3 separate regions of the Mus musculus genome follow, and regions 2 and 3 are each linked to region 1. A link is a contact called in public HiChIP or PLAC-seq data. All regions are on one chromosome and are shown on one strand. The core of a region is the stretch at or near the end of the contact, and the rest is flanking DNA. Distances in the headings are between cores, read along the strand shown. Region 1 overlaps Lig1 (ligase I, DNA, ATP-dependent). Region 2 holds the start of Zfp128 (zinc finger protein 128). Region 3 holds the start of Trim28 (tripartite motif-containing 28).

What was found. HiChIP or PLAC-seq counts read pairs in DNA pulled down with a chosen protein or histone mark.
Region 2: a contact with region 1 is called in an H3K27ac HiChIP or PLAC-seq map of embryonic stem cells, with 6 read pairs. The contact joins the promoter of Zfp128 here to the enhancer-like site in region 1. A contact is called at or near these places in 6 of 39 promoter capture datasets (cranial neural crest, erythroid cells, hematopoietic stem and progenitor cells and 2 more), 1 of 115 datasets of contacts at active chromatin or transcription factors (embryonic stem cells) and 2 of 9 other capture datasets (adipose tissue and liver).
Region 3: a contact with region 1 is called in an H3K27ac HiChIP or PLAC-seq map of embryonic stem cells, with 11 read pairs. The contact joins the promoter of Trim28 here to the enhancer-like site in region 1. A contact is called at or near these places in 8 of 39 promoter capture datasets (the 3T3-L1 cell line, the C10 cell line, cranial neural crest and 5 more), 4 of 484 Hi-C or Micro-C datasets (the G1E-ER4 cell line and cerebellum), 7 of 115 datasets of contacts at active chromatin or transcription factors (the 230-238 cell line, the SCID.adh cell line, bone marrow-derived macrophages and 3 more) and 2 of 9 other capture datasets (adipose tissue and liver).

Annotation. Positions count from the first base shown.
Region 1 is chr7:13,296,008-13,299,973 of GRCm38.p6, forward strand. Lig1 (ligase I, DNA, ATP-dependent) reads left to right here. Exons shown (of 29, transcript NM_010715.3): 13 at 221-387; 14 at 713-789; 15 at 2,730-2,821; 16 at 3,033-3,132. Among named protein-coding and RNA genes, the nearest start is that of Lig1, 19 kb to the left of the region's middle. Within about 2 kb of position 1,759, at least 15 of the 459 cell types and tissues checked have an H3K27ac peak or open chromatin away from gene starts, as enhancers often do. A contact at or near this core is called in embryonic stem cells, where this site is marked.
Region 2 is chr7:12,879,455-12,883,420 of GRCm38.p6, forward strand. It overlaps Zfp128 (zinc finger protein 128), which reads left to right and starts at 1,724. Exons shown (of 4, transcript NM_153802.4): 1 at 1,724-1,906. The coding sequence starts at 1,841.
Region 3 is chr7:13,022,493-13,026,458 of GRCm38.p6, forward strand. It overlaps Trim28 (tripartite motif-containing 28), which reads left to right and starts at 1,660. Exons shown (of 17, transcript NM_011588.3): 1 at 1,660-2,569; 2 at 2,812-2,924; 3 at 3,152-3,284. The coding sequence starts at 2,227. Gm31649 reads right to left here and starts at 2,097. Exons shown (of 1, transcript XM_006540453.4): 1 at 1,216-2,097. The coding sequence starts at 2,053. The coding sequence ends at 1,508.

The DNA of each region.
Region 1 (3,966 bases), core at 509-3,008:
GGTTGTGCTCACACAGCTCCTTGTCTTTCTCAGACTGACCGTTGCTTAGGCTTTTTACACTGACCTAATGGGAGCAGGCATTTACTAGCAACGAAGCAATCTGTAGACAAGGGGGAAGTCCCCTAATTCCAGATAGCTAGAGAAATATCCAGCCAATGAATAGAGACAGGTTACTGCAGTGTCGTCTTCTACTTTCTTCCCCACTGCTGCATCTATTAAGGTCGTCAGCTGGAGTCCATCCGGGCTGAGGTAGCTGAGAAGGGGGATGTGGGGCTGGTGGCCGAGAACAGCCGCAGCACTCAGAGACTCATGCTGCCTCCACCTCCACTTACTATTTCTGGAGTCTTCACCAAATTCTGTGACATTGCCCGGCTCACTGGCAGTGCTGTAAGTAGAGCAGGGTGGCTTATCCCAACCTCCAAATGTCCCAAGACCCAGAACAAAGCCTGTGGTGGGGACTGTGTACCTTAGTGTTCGTTTGTGCTTGTGCAATTTACAGTGTCTCTTTTTGTTCTTCTCTGGAGAACCTAGCATCTCTTGGGTGTCAGGACACTTGTTAATGCTTGTTGGACAAAGGGAGAGAGGCTCATTGTCATTGCTCTCAGATTAAGACACTACAACAGGTTGTGGTGGTTGATCATGGCAGTGGCAGATTTTCCAAAGCTGAAAAATGTTCTCTGATGGTTCCTTGCCTATTCTCTACTTTGTTTAGTCCATGGCCAAGAAGATGGACATTATCAAGGGCCTTTTTGTTGCCTGCCGCCACTCAGAAGCCAGGTACATTGCCAGGTAAGCATGGGGCTCATGACAGTGGGGAGGCATATGGGTCTAGCTTATGAGCACTTGGCAGTTGCAGACACTGCACACACCCTGACTGCCCTCTCATGAGAAAAATAACAACATGACCCAGTTCTGACTTTGCATTGGAAGCCCATTTTAGTTACCTTTGTATTACTATGGTTAGACCACTTGATGGAGGAAAGGAATATTTTAGTTCATGACTTGGACAGTTTGGGTCCATCTTGGTAGGGAAGGCATGGTAGGGTTTGTGGCAACAGGAGTGTGTGGGGGAGGCTCCTCACATCACAGCACATAAGGAAGCAGAGTAAGACCAGGACCAAGACCTGTATAACCTCTTAAATAGTGACCTAGTGACCTGTTTCCATTGGGTAGGCCCCATTTCTTGAAGTTTTCACAGCCTCCCCAAATAGTATCACCAAGCTGTAGATGAGCATTCAAAGTATGAGCCTGTGGAGAGCATTTCATATCAAACCATACATGTCATGGGCTAACTATTCTCCATTGGTGATGCTGCCTAGAGAAGGATCCTTGAGTTCAAGGGTAAATTTTGTGGTTGATTATTGATGTCTGCCTGCATTCAGTATAAGCTGTCATGACAGTGGAAAGTTACTGATCTCTCTTGAAGTGTGTTCTGCCCTGTACCTAGTCTCCCCATCTAGTCTCCCAGCCACTATGTGAGATAGATCTATTATCCTCAATACAGTGGAGCTGATTGCCATGGACTGGGCCCAGTTGGCCCCCCTCAATCCATGGGAATCAGGGTCTCGGACAGATGGGCGAGAATGGGGGACAAACCGGGAGTGTGGATCTGAATGTAATGTGTCAAATAGAGCATCAAACTTTTTATACAGAAGAAAATAGGGAAGTTAGATGACACACCAGTGAGGTACCTTTATGACTCCTACACAAAACAGAGGAATGCAAACACAAAGGACTGTCAGGAACCAGCTGGAATAAAATTCAAAGTTAACCACTGGGATCAAAAGCAGCCCCACCCAAGGTCAGCTTTATCTTAGAAGTCAGGGGCTAGGGCTTTGTGCCCTTGCCTTAGTTCCTATTCTAGTCTGTTGTATAGTCCACCTTCCCCCTACGCCATTGTAAATTCCTGTGTATGGGTGTAACTCAGTAAGTATCTACTTTGGTTTCTCCTTAGATCACAAACTTCCTAGATAATGGTAAATTCCTGCATATGGATGTAGCTTGCCCTGAAATTTCTAACTCTGTGTAGTAGATAGTAATGTCTGATTTCTTTCACTATCTCTCTTACTATACTAGAGGCAATTCTGAATGTCACTGAATAGGCAACATTCTTACTGAATTCAAAGCCCTTGGTCGGCTCAAGGACTGCCCAGGACTGGTGAGGAATCTAACTTAGCTGTGTGTCAAATAGAGGCACTTATAATAAAGCAGTCTTAAGGGAAAGCACCCAGATCCATTTACCAACTAAAGCAAGGACATTGGAGCATTCGTTATACAGGATGCCATGGTTCGCCTCGGGACAGCGCCCAGGTTTTTGGGGCCTGTCGCGCGTGTCGCTACTGGAGTGAATGTAGCAGCTGATAGAGGTGGGGTGCAGGCAGTGTAGCGATCCAGCCTGGGCTGGGTCAGATTTTTGACTGTTACACCCACTAGCAGAGTCGGGTTCTGTTTTACCTTTTGCCTGTGACTTGCCCTCCTCAAGCCTATACCCTCTTGGCTGTGAAATTCCTGCTTTGTTTCCCAGTGGCCATCGGTCATGGCCATCTCTGTCTGGCCCTGATATCCTTATCTTTTAGGGATTATATGACATCTTGGGTCCCTTTGAGGCTTTGTAGACTAAATATTGAAGAGGTTCCACAAAAGGTGGAGGCTGGGAGACAGGAGCAGGCAAATTGTGGTGGGCAAGATGAGAGTGGCCAGTCAACTCACAGCTGCTGTCCTATCCTCAGGTCCCTAAGCGGGCGGCTGCGCCTTGGCCTAGCTGAGCAGTCGGTACTGGCTGCTCTTGCCCAGGCTGTGAGCCTCACACCCCCTGGCCAAGGTGAGTAGCTCCGGCCCATTTTTATCCCATCACTGTGTTATCAGGGTTTCTTTTTCCCATCTATTGCCACATTCTCTTCTGAGAATGCACTTGGGCAGCCTACCTCATTCCTTGCCCTGTCACATGCCATACATCACCCTCTGTGACCCTGGACCTTTGAATTACTGAGGGGTCTTGCTCATTACTAAGCTGCTGGTTGGTCTTCTCATAGAATTTCCCACGGCGGTGGTGGATGCTGGGAAGGGCAAGACAGCAGAGGCCAGAAAGATGTGGTTGGAAGAACAAGGCATGATCTTGAAGCAGACCTTCTGGTGAGATGCAGGGTTGGGGGAGAATAATGACCAGCACATGAGGGACTGACGTGGGACTCATAATAGCAAGGGATTACGGTCTAGACCAGGATGATATGATGCTTGGTTATGAGCGGTGAGAGGCAGAGATAGCATGTGAGGACTGCAGGCACAAGATGCCCAGAGTTCCAGCCAAAGCCCTAAGGTACCCAGAGAAGAGGCTGGTGACTACTCATAATAGATATTACCAGCACAGAGAGGATTAGGGCTTTATAGTGAGCCATATATAACTTTGGCCAGCAGCTGACCTAGGACCATTAACTGACCTGGTGACCATTCCTGAGGAAAGAGGGACAGTGAGCAGTTCCATAAATGTCCCCAACCCACTTGATCTGCGCCTGACTTCTCTGGGTGCTGGGCACATAGCAGTGATGAGTTTCTCACAGATCTCCCAATGGCTCAGCCTCTGAAGCATCCACCATCTGCCAAGCTCTGTCTAACCCACTCTGCCTGGTCCCAGGCTAGCTGAATAAGTCAGCAATAGCCTTGAGTGGGACACAGTCACTGGGACATGAGCAAGGGGTAATGGAGGATGCATGCTGAGGAAAACAATCAGCATGATGTGTGGTGACTAAGAGTAGGACACCTGGTGACATGAGTTGGGGACATGGTCATAGAGATAAGTAGAGCCCAGGCATGGGCTGAGGGATCTCTATTCTTGCACTTGTATGTAGACAGAGTTTTCAAGTTAGGAGTTTATAGAAAGAACCTTCATGGGCTGGATGTGGTGGTATACACTTGAAATCCCAGTATACCCTTGGTATCTCAAGTTCTCTACCAACTTGGAATATGTAG
Region 2 (3,966 bases), core at 474-2,973, 420 kb before region 1:
AGTCCTCTTGCAGTAACACACTTGGGAGCCTTCAGTGTCACATACTATACACACACACACACACCTCTCCAAACAATGCCTCTAGTAACCTCAGAACTTCTAGCTATATCAGGCTACCCATACTTCCATCTCTGAACAGTAGTATAAGTTTTCCCGTCCTTGGCAATGTTCAAATTAGACAGTTTCCATTCAAGTATATTCTCAGCATTGTCTGTGTATGAAGAATGGAAAAGCTGATCTGGCCTGACCTAGTTTCAGATGCATACACAAGAAAGGAAAACTGTGCCCTCTGTTACTTTTAGGGAGACCCTCCTATTTACCTTATGCTGATACATAAGGGCACACTTATGTTTAAAATCAGATGCATTATAAAAAGGACATGCACAGTAGAGAAAACGAATATATGACTTACTCTATCAATCAGAGTAGAGAACCACCCAAACTACATATCTAGTAATCAGCACCCCCTTCTCCTGAACCCTATAAAAGGAAGCCCTGAGCAATAATCTGGACACTGAGAATCTTCACTCCCATAACTCATTGTCAATCTTTAATAGCATACCTACATAATATGTAATTTCACTTTTACTCAAATAACATTATCTTACTTTTTTTCTGTAAGCTCTTAAATTCAATTCTTTGGAAAAGAGGCCAAGAACCTAGAAATGCCCAGCCCAGACCCAGAGCACCAGTTATGACACTACTGTCATTGTCAGACTGGTGAGGAAGATGCCAGGAGAGAACAAAGGAAACTACTAGGCTGAAAGGAGGGAGAGACAGAGAAGGGAGGATGAGAATAAAAGGACCTGCTGTTTGCTGGACTGCAGCTCTGTATTAGAGCACTTACCACTCTTGCATAAAGACCTAGGTTCAATATCCAGTACTGGGGAGTGGGGATAGTGGAGGAAGGGCAGAGCCTGCTGTTCTACACCTGATAGTCTCTGTCTCTTTAAGGGTATAGTGTATTTTTGGTCTTTTTCTATTACATCATCAACCTAGTGAAAACTAGCAAAAGCCCATTGTTTCCTTCCTTCTTTCCTTCCTTCTTTCCTTCCTTTCTCTCTTTTCCTCTTTCTCTCTTTCCTTCTTTCTTTCCCTTTTCAAGGCAGGGTTTTGTAGCCCTGGCTGTCCTGGAACTCACTCTGTACACCAGACTGGGCAGGAATCAGAAATCTGCCTGCCGGGCAGCCGGGTGTGGTGGTGCACGCCTTTAATCCCAGCACTCAGGAGGCAGAGGCAGGCAGATTTCTGAGTTCGAGGCCAGTCTGGTCTACAAAGTGAGTTCCAGGACAGCCAGGGCTATACAGAGAAGAAACCCTGTCTCGAAAAACCAAAAAACCAAAAAACAAAACAAAACAAAAAAACCAACAAAACAAAAAATTCCAGCAGCAGGTCAGATTGACCAATTCTAACACCAAGACCTTGCCGCTGCGCGCCCAACTCACGGTGCAGATGCATATATGCCCTGAACTCAGCCGTCAGGGCGGGAGGATTATTTTCCAGGCAACTCGAAGCCCAAGTGATGCCCGCACCCGCAGGTAACGGAATGTAAGCTGACCTCTGCTGGTACCCAGACCTGATCCTTAAACAAGACCTGTGAGTGGTTGCACTCCCTTAGACCAGAGGCCAGGCCTTCCCCGATTGGTCAACGTTGGGCTGGCGCTAGCTTCCATTGGTTAAGTGCTGCGTCTCGGCGCGTGGCCTTCTGGGAATTGTAGTCTCAGTGTCCCTGGCGCTGCCGCCATTGTCCAGCGGGAGGCCAGTCGGGTGGTCCCCAGGACGGGGCTGAGTTTAAAATTAGGGTGTCCTTGGACGTCTGTGGCTAACCTGTTGGCCTGGAATGGACCACCAGGACAAAGCAGCAACAGTGGCAATGGCCTCGCGGCCGCAAGCAACACAACTTCAGGTAACAAAAAGGACAGATTGGACTCCGAGTCCTGCTGTCCCCGACAGAGTGACCTGTAACCCGCGGCGCTTTTTCCACAAGAGAAACAAGCGCTGTGGCTCAGCCTCCGAGCCTGGGTCCAAATCTAGTTCCCTCTGTGTGCATGCTTCAGCCTCCTGTCTGCGTGCCATGGGGTGGAGGGGAGGAGGGTGGTCATTTCCCTGAGGACTGACAGGCTCTGCTCAGGGGTTCGATCCCACTCTGGCCAACGCCCTCCCATTTATCCCGAAAGACGGTTCTCGGAGATGACAGGTGACTGGCTAGCATTACAGAGCAACCACATTGCGGGTACGGTCCTCAAAACATGTCCTAAGGCGCAGAATCAACCGACTTTTAAGGGAACCTCCGCACCATGACCCCTATTTTGCAAGTAAGGCATAACTTCACGGGGCAGAGGTACCAAGTTAGGAAAACAGAAGTAACTAGTAAGGGTCACGCCCTTCTGGGCCTTGGGAAAACTGGTAGGTGTGGCTATCAGTGTTTGTCTAGCTCCTGATCATCAAAGTCTGCACTTGTAGACAAATTGCTTATTCTGTTCACCGTAGTTCACCTAGCAGAAGCCAAGACCATTTCATACATAAGTTCTGCAACTTTGAAATTATGCTCTGGAGGTCAGGAGGTGGGTATTTGGTTTGCTTGGGGGAAATTTGCGTTAATTACATTTGGTGTGAAAAGTAAGCTTATGATAGTCTTAGATTGCAAATGATCAGATTCATGTCATCTCAGTTTTTCATGAAATGTGACCAGAGTGTAGAACTGAGAACTGAGGCCTATCAACAGCTATATGAATGAGCCATAGTGAAGGTGGATTCGCCAGCCCCAGTCAAGTCTCAGGTAACCGTCATGAGGCTGACAGTTTGTCAAGGAGTAAGCGATGAGACGGGCGGGAAAAGAGGTGTGTTTAATCAATCTGTTGTCGTGTTTCAGGTAGTACACACAAAACGTAGTGAGACCTGAAATAAACACTACTTCATGGTTTCTGATGGGGTAGGAAATCAAGAGTGACTTAGTTTATGGATCTACCCTAGGCTCTTAAAGTTATATTCAAAATGACAGTCCAACAGTTATTACTTGAGACTTATCAGAGCCTAGAAGACCCACTGTCAAGATAGTTCATTCACATGCTGTTGGCAGGAGAACTCAGTGTTTCTCCTTGTAGGCCTTGCTATGAAGCACTTAGGTCTCACTGTGTAAAGTGAAGTTTCCTATAGAGTGGTGTGATCCAGAAGATGGCAAGGTAGAAGCTGTGTTGTCACCTGTGACCTCAGCTCAGACTTTATGCTGTCATTTCCACAGTATCCTATCAGTTATAGAAGTCAGCATGGTTGCATGCAGATCGGGGGTGGGGAGGGGAGGGGGGGTTACTAAGGGGCCATTTTGGAGACTAGCCTCCACAGGAGCAAGGACCAAATAAGGAGACCCTAGAGGTCTAGTACATTAGTTTCTTGTGGTTGCTGTAGCAAGTATTTACAAAATGTGTGGCAAAAGACAATGTACATTGTAAGCCAAGAGTGGTGACGCATGCATATAATCCAGCAACATGAGTGACTGAGGCAGGAAGATGATAAATTCAAAGCCAGGCTGGACCCTCTCTCAGAATTAAAAAAAAAAAAAAAGGTGCGGGGAGGGTGGGGGGGACACAGTCTAGAGATGAGAAGTCAGAAATGAGCACCACTAAACTAAGCAGAGCCATACTTCCACCAAGTTCTAGGGGATGTTCTCTGCTTTTCCAACTATAAGAGCTGTAGCCCCGGCACTCCTTGCCTTGTGGCCTTTTATCTAGCCTTAGAGCAGCAATGTAGCATCTCGCTTAGGTGATCACATTACTTTCCAACTTCTCAAGTCTCACGCCTATCTCCTAAATGTGTGGTTGCATTTAGAGGCCACCCAGATAACTCAGGACATGTGCCTGTTTTGTCGTCTTTATCATATCGGCAAAGTCTATGTTACTATTGTAATATTCATAAGTTTCAGGAGCAGGTACCTGGATATCTTTGGGAGAGTGATCAGCCTTTATTGAA
Region 3 (3,966 bases), core at 410-2,909, 270 kb before region 1:
TGGATAGTTACTTCTACCAATACCTATAATTATTATTTTATTTTTAAAAAATTCACCAGGCATGGTGGTGTGAGCATTTAATCCAGCCCTCAGGAGGCAGAGGCAGGTGAATCTCTGTGAGTTGGCTAGCTGAGTCTACAGAACGCTACAGAACGAATTCCCGGACAGCCACGGATGTTACACAAAGAAACTGCCTTGAAAACAAAACAAAAACAACAAAAAATTAAATCGCATGTGTAGTGAATGCGCACACGTGCCTCAGACTGAGCATGAAGTCAGGACAATCTGAGGGAGTTGGTTCTTTCCTTGTACTTTGGGGTCTTGGTGATTAAACTCATGTGGTCAGGCTTGGTGGCAAGTGTTCCTGAGCCGTCTCACAGGCCTCCATCACCGCTCTTTCCCACCCCTTGCCGTGGTTCTGGTGTGGTGGGGATACAGCTTCGTACAGCCTAGGCAAGCAAGCGGTCTGCCACCCATTCAAATTCCCAGGCCCCATCACTTATTTACTTTGCCCTTGTGTCTCTGGTACCCTAAAGTCTGCTCCCGGGGTTGAGGTAGGCGTGGTTCACAGGCACCCTATCCTGGTGAGTCCAGTCCCAGCAGTCCGTGAAAATACTCCGCAAATATTTCTACGGGGAGCCCGCACTCCCCCCGCCCCCCAACCCCGTGCTTGCTTTGCCAGCTTCCAGATCATACCCTCCTTTCTTGAGGTAGGAAGTGAGAGTCCAGAGGCTGGGTCTGGTGGGGGCGTGGCCCGCCGAAGGGTGAGCGCTGAACTGCCGAGGAAGGAACAAAGGCTGGGGCGGGGCAAAGCCTTGGGCCCCCAGCCTGATTGGGAACAAAGGCCACACCCGGGACAGTGGCGGGATACTCCTCGTCTCTCCGCTGCCACGTGGGTGAACACCTGGTTCCGCGCGGAAGGGGTAGCCTCTTGCCGTTGAGAGCCTTGGAACTGCTTGCGGGCAACAACTCACTGTAGCCCAGATCCAGACTGGCGAACGGATTGCCAGTGCACTGCAAGGCTGCAGAGGCATCCACTCTCAGCACGGCAGTGTTTGGGAAGGGGGACAGGTTGCCTTTTCACATTGATCCTGCTTCTGAGATGAAACGCTTAGCCGCACTTGATCCTGCTATCCTCTACCTTAGATCAGATTCTTCAACCTAGGTCCAGCTCCTCAGTCAAGATTCCTCCCCAGGTCTTATTTCTCCCTCAGATAAGATTTATCAATCAGATCCAACTTTAATTCCTTAGCGTTAAATGTTCAGTTCTCCTAACACACACACAAAAAAAAAGAAAAAAGAAATCACACTAAAATCAGTATAGCAGAGGACTAACACAGAAGGGGCTTTCGAAGGACTGGGCAGAGTTTTACAGAATGGCTTCGCAGTATCTCTCTGTGATCTGCGGTTTGACTTGGACAACTTTCTGCTTCCCGAGTTTAACAATAAGAAAGTTTGGGTTAAGACCGCCTCCACGTTCGGCGGGAACTTCCTGGCAAAGACCCCCTCACCCCCTCCACCTGGGCTCCGGCGCTTTGCTCTGCCGTGGCCCCGCCCACCCTGTATTGTCCCGCCCCTCTTCCCCGACTATAGGCCAGGCTGCCGCTGCAGACGTCGCCACGCCTGCTGAGGAGGCGGGGCCTAAGGTTCGGCTCTGCAGGACCTGCGCGCTCAAGCACGCGGGTTGCCAGCCTGGGTGCACCGTGCGGTGGGCATGGGAGACGTCAAGCACGCACTCTGCGGGTGAATTCCTCACCAGCAGCATTGCTACTCTGGATCTAGAGGGGCGGCAGCGAGTGGAAGGGAGGGCCCTGGCGCGTGCGTAATCTGCGCCCCGCCCCCAGGCTGCGGTGCCCAACGCGCGTGCGCGGCGTCGTCGGCGCCAGATATTTCTGTCCCGCCTCCAGGCCGCGGCTCTTTCTGCGAGCGGCGCGCGGTCAGGCGGTTGTTCGCAAGTCTTGCGGCGCGAGTGTCTCAGAAGCGAGGGAGGAGGCGGCGCTGGTGGCGGCGCCGTCGTCTGTACAGAGGCCCGCAGCCAGCGGCTTGGCCGCATCTCGACAGCGCCTGGGGCGCGGCGGGCGTCGGCCCAGGAGACGCGTGGCGGCGCTCGGCCTCGCGGCATCGGCGGCTGCCTGGCCGTTGGCGGCGAGCGCACTTGCGCCTGCGCAGCGGGCTCCGTGCCCCTCCTCCCCTGGGCGGCCCCCCCACCCCCCCGGCGGCGTGTGAATGGCGGCCTCGGCGGCAGCGACTGCAGCGGCCTCGGCCGCGACGGCCGCCTCGGCGGCCTCTGGTAGCCCAGGGTCGGGCGAGGGCTCGGCGGGCGGTGAGAAGCGTCCGGCTGCTTCCTCAGCCGCGGCGGCCTCTGCAGCCGCGTCGTCCCCTGCGGGGGGCGGTGGCGAGGCGCAGGAGCTTCTGGAGCACTGCGGCGTGTGTCGCGAGCGCCTGCGGCCCGAGCGGGATCCTCGGCTGCTGCCCTGTCTACATTCGGCCTGCAGTGCCTGCCTGGGCCCCGCTACACCCGCCGCAGCGAATAATTCGGGGGATGGCGGCTCGGCGGGCGACGGCGCTAGTGAGTACTGGGTGGCCAGGTGCCCCTCCCCCTCCTCGCAGCCCGTGCTCGGGACTGCGCCTGTGCGAGAGTATGGGGGCCCGGGTAGGGTTAAGTAGGCCTGCTGGTTTAAGAGGGGGCGGGGAACGGGTCCTGGCCTCTGCCAATGCCCGTTACCAGGTCTGGACACCGAGGTGCAGAATGTGATGGGAGATGTCAAGAAATCAGAGGGTGTGCATGCATTCCCATTTTTATCTTGGCAGTGGTGGATTGTCCAGTGTGCAAACAGCAGTGCTACTCCAAAGACATCGTGGAGAATTATTTTATGCGTGATAGTGGCAGTAAGGCCTCTTCTGATTCCCAGGATGCTAACCAGGTATGTCCTGTGGGAAATCTTGGGGAAGAGGGAAGCGTGACCTTTTCCAGAGCCTCTCACCATCTTCACTAGTTTGGATTGTATCCTTATGCGGTCTCAGTGTCTGGGAGGGCGGCACAGATTTGAGTGCATTGTATGAATTTTAGCTTGTGTTTACTGGCAAGTAAATACAGGTCTGCTGGGTTAGGTCTGCCTGTTCTAACCCCCCACCTTTCTATCACTCACAGTGCTGCACTAGCTGTGAAGATAATGCCCCAGCCACTAGCTATTGTGTGGAGTGCTCTGAACCACTTTGTGAGACCTGTGTGGAGGCTCACCAGCGGGTGAAATACACCAAGGACCACACTGTGCGCTCCACAGGTATGTTGGATTTGTAGGCTGTTGGAACTGCCTCTGTCTTGGTTGACTAAAATGCATACTTGATGGATAGAACAAAGAGGATTTTCAGGAACCTGACACAGAACTCAGAAATGCTTGGGTTTCAGGAGCAGACTTTGGAGGTTTAGGTGGAAAGGGAAAGGCCTCAGGCAGAGGGTGTGTAGGGCATCTGCTACCATTGGTACTAGGAAGTCTCATGGAGGGGTGTAGGTCCTGGTAGTGGGTCACTTAGCATAAGCAGCTAGTAAAGGCTAGAACGAAGTGACTTCCATCTTTGCAGTTGGTGGTTCTCTGGCACCTGGCTTTAGACCAAAGAAAAAGTCAGGAGAGTTTTTTTTCTTCTCTCTCTCTCTTTTTTTTTGGGGGGGGGGAGGGTGTCGAGACAGGGTTTCTCTGTAGCCCTGGCTGTCCTGGAACTCACTCTGTAGACCAGGCTGGCGTTGAACTCTGGTATCTGCCTGCCTCTGCCTCCCAAGTGCTGGGATTAAAGGTGTGAGCCACCACTGCCCAGCTAAGGACATTTGTTAAGATAGTGGAAGGTAGTTGCTGAGGCGGGTGTGAGGAATCAGGAGGGATGAGAAGAGAGCTGCACTTACAGGATAGATGAGAGATGCAGGACTGCTCTTTTAGTGGTCCATAGTTTGGGCTTGGTTAATACAGCCTT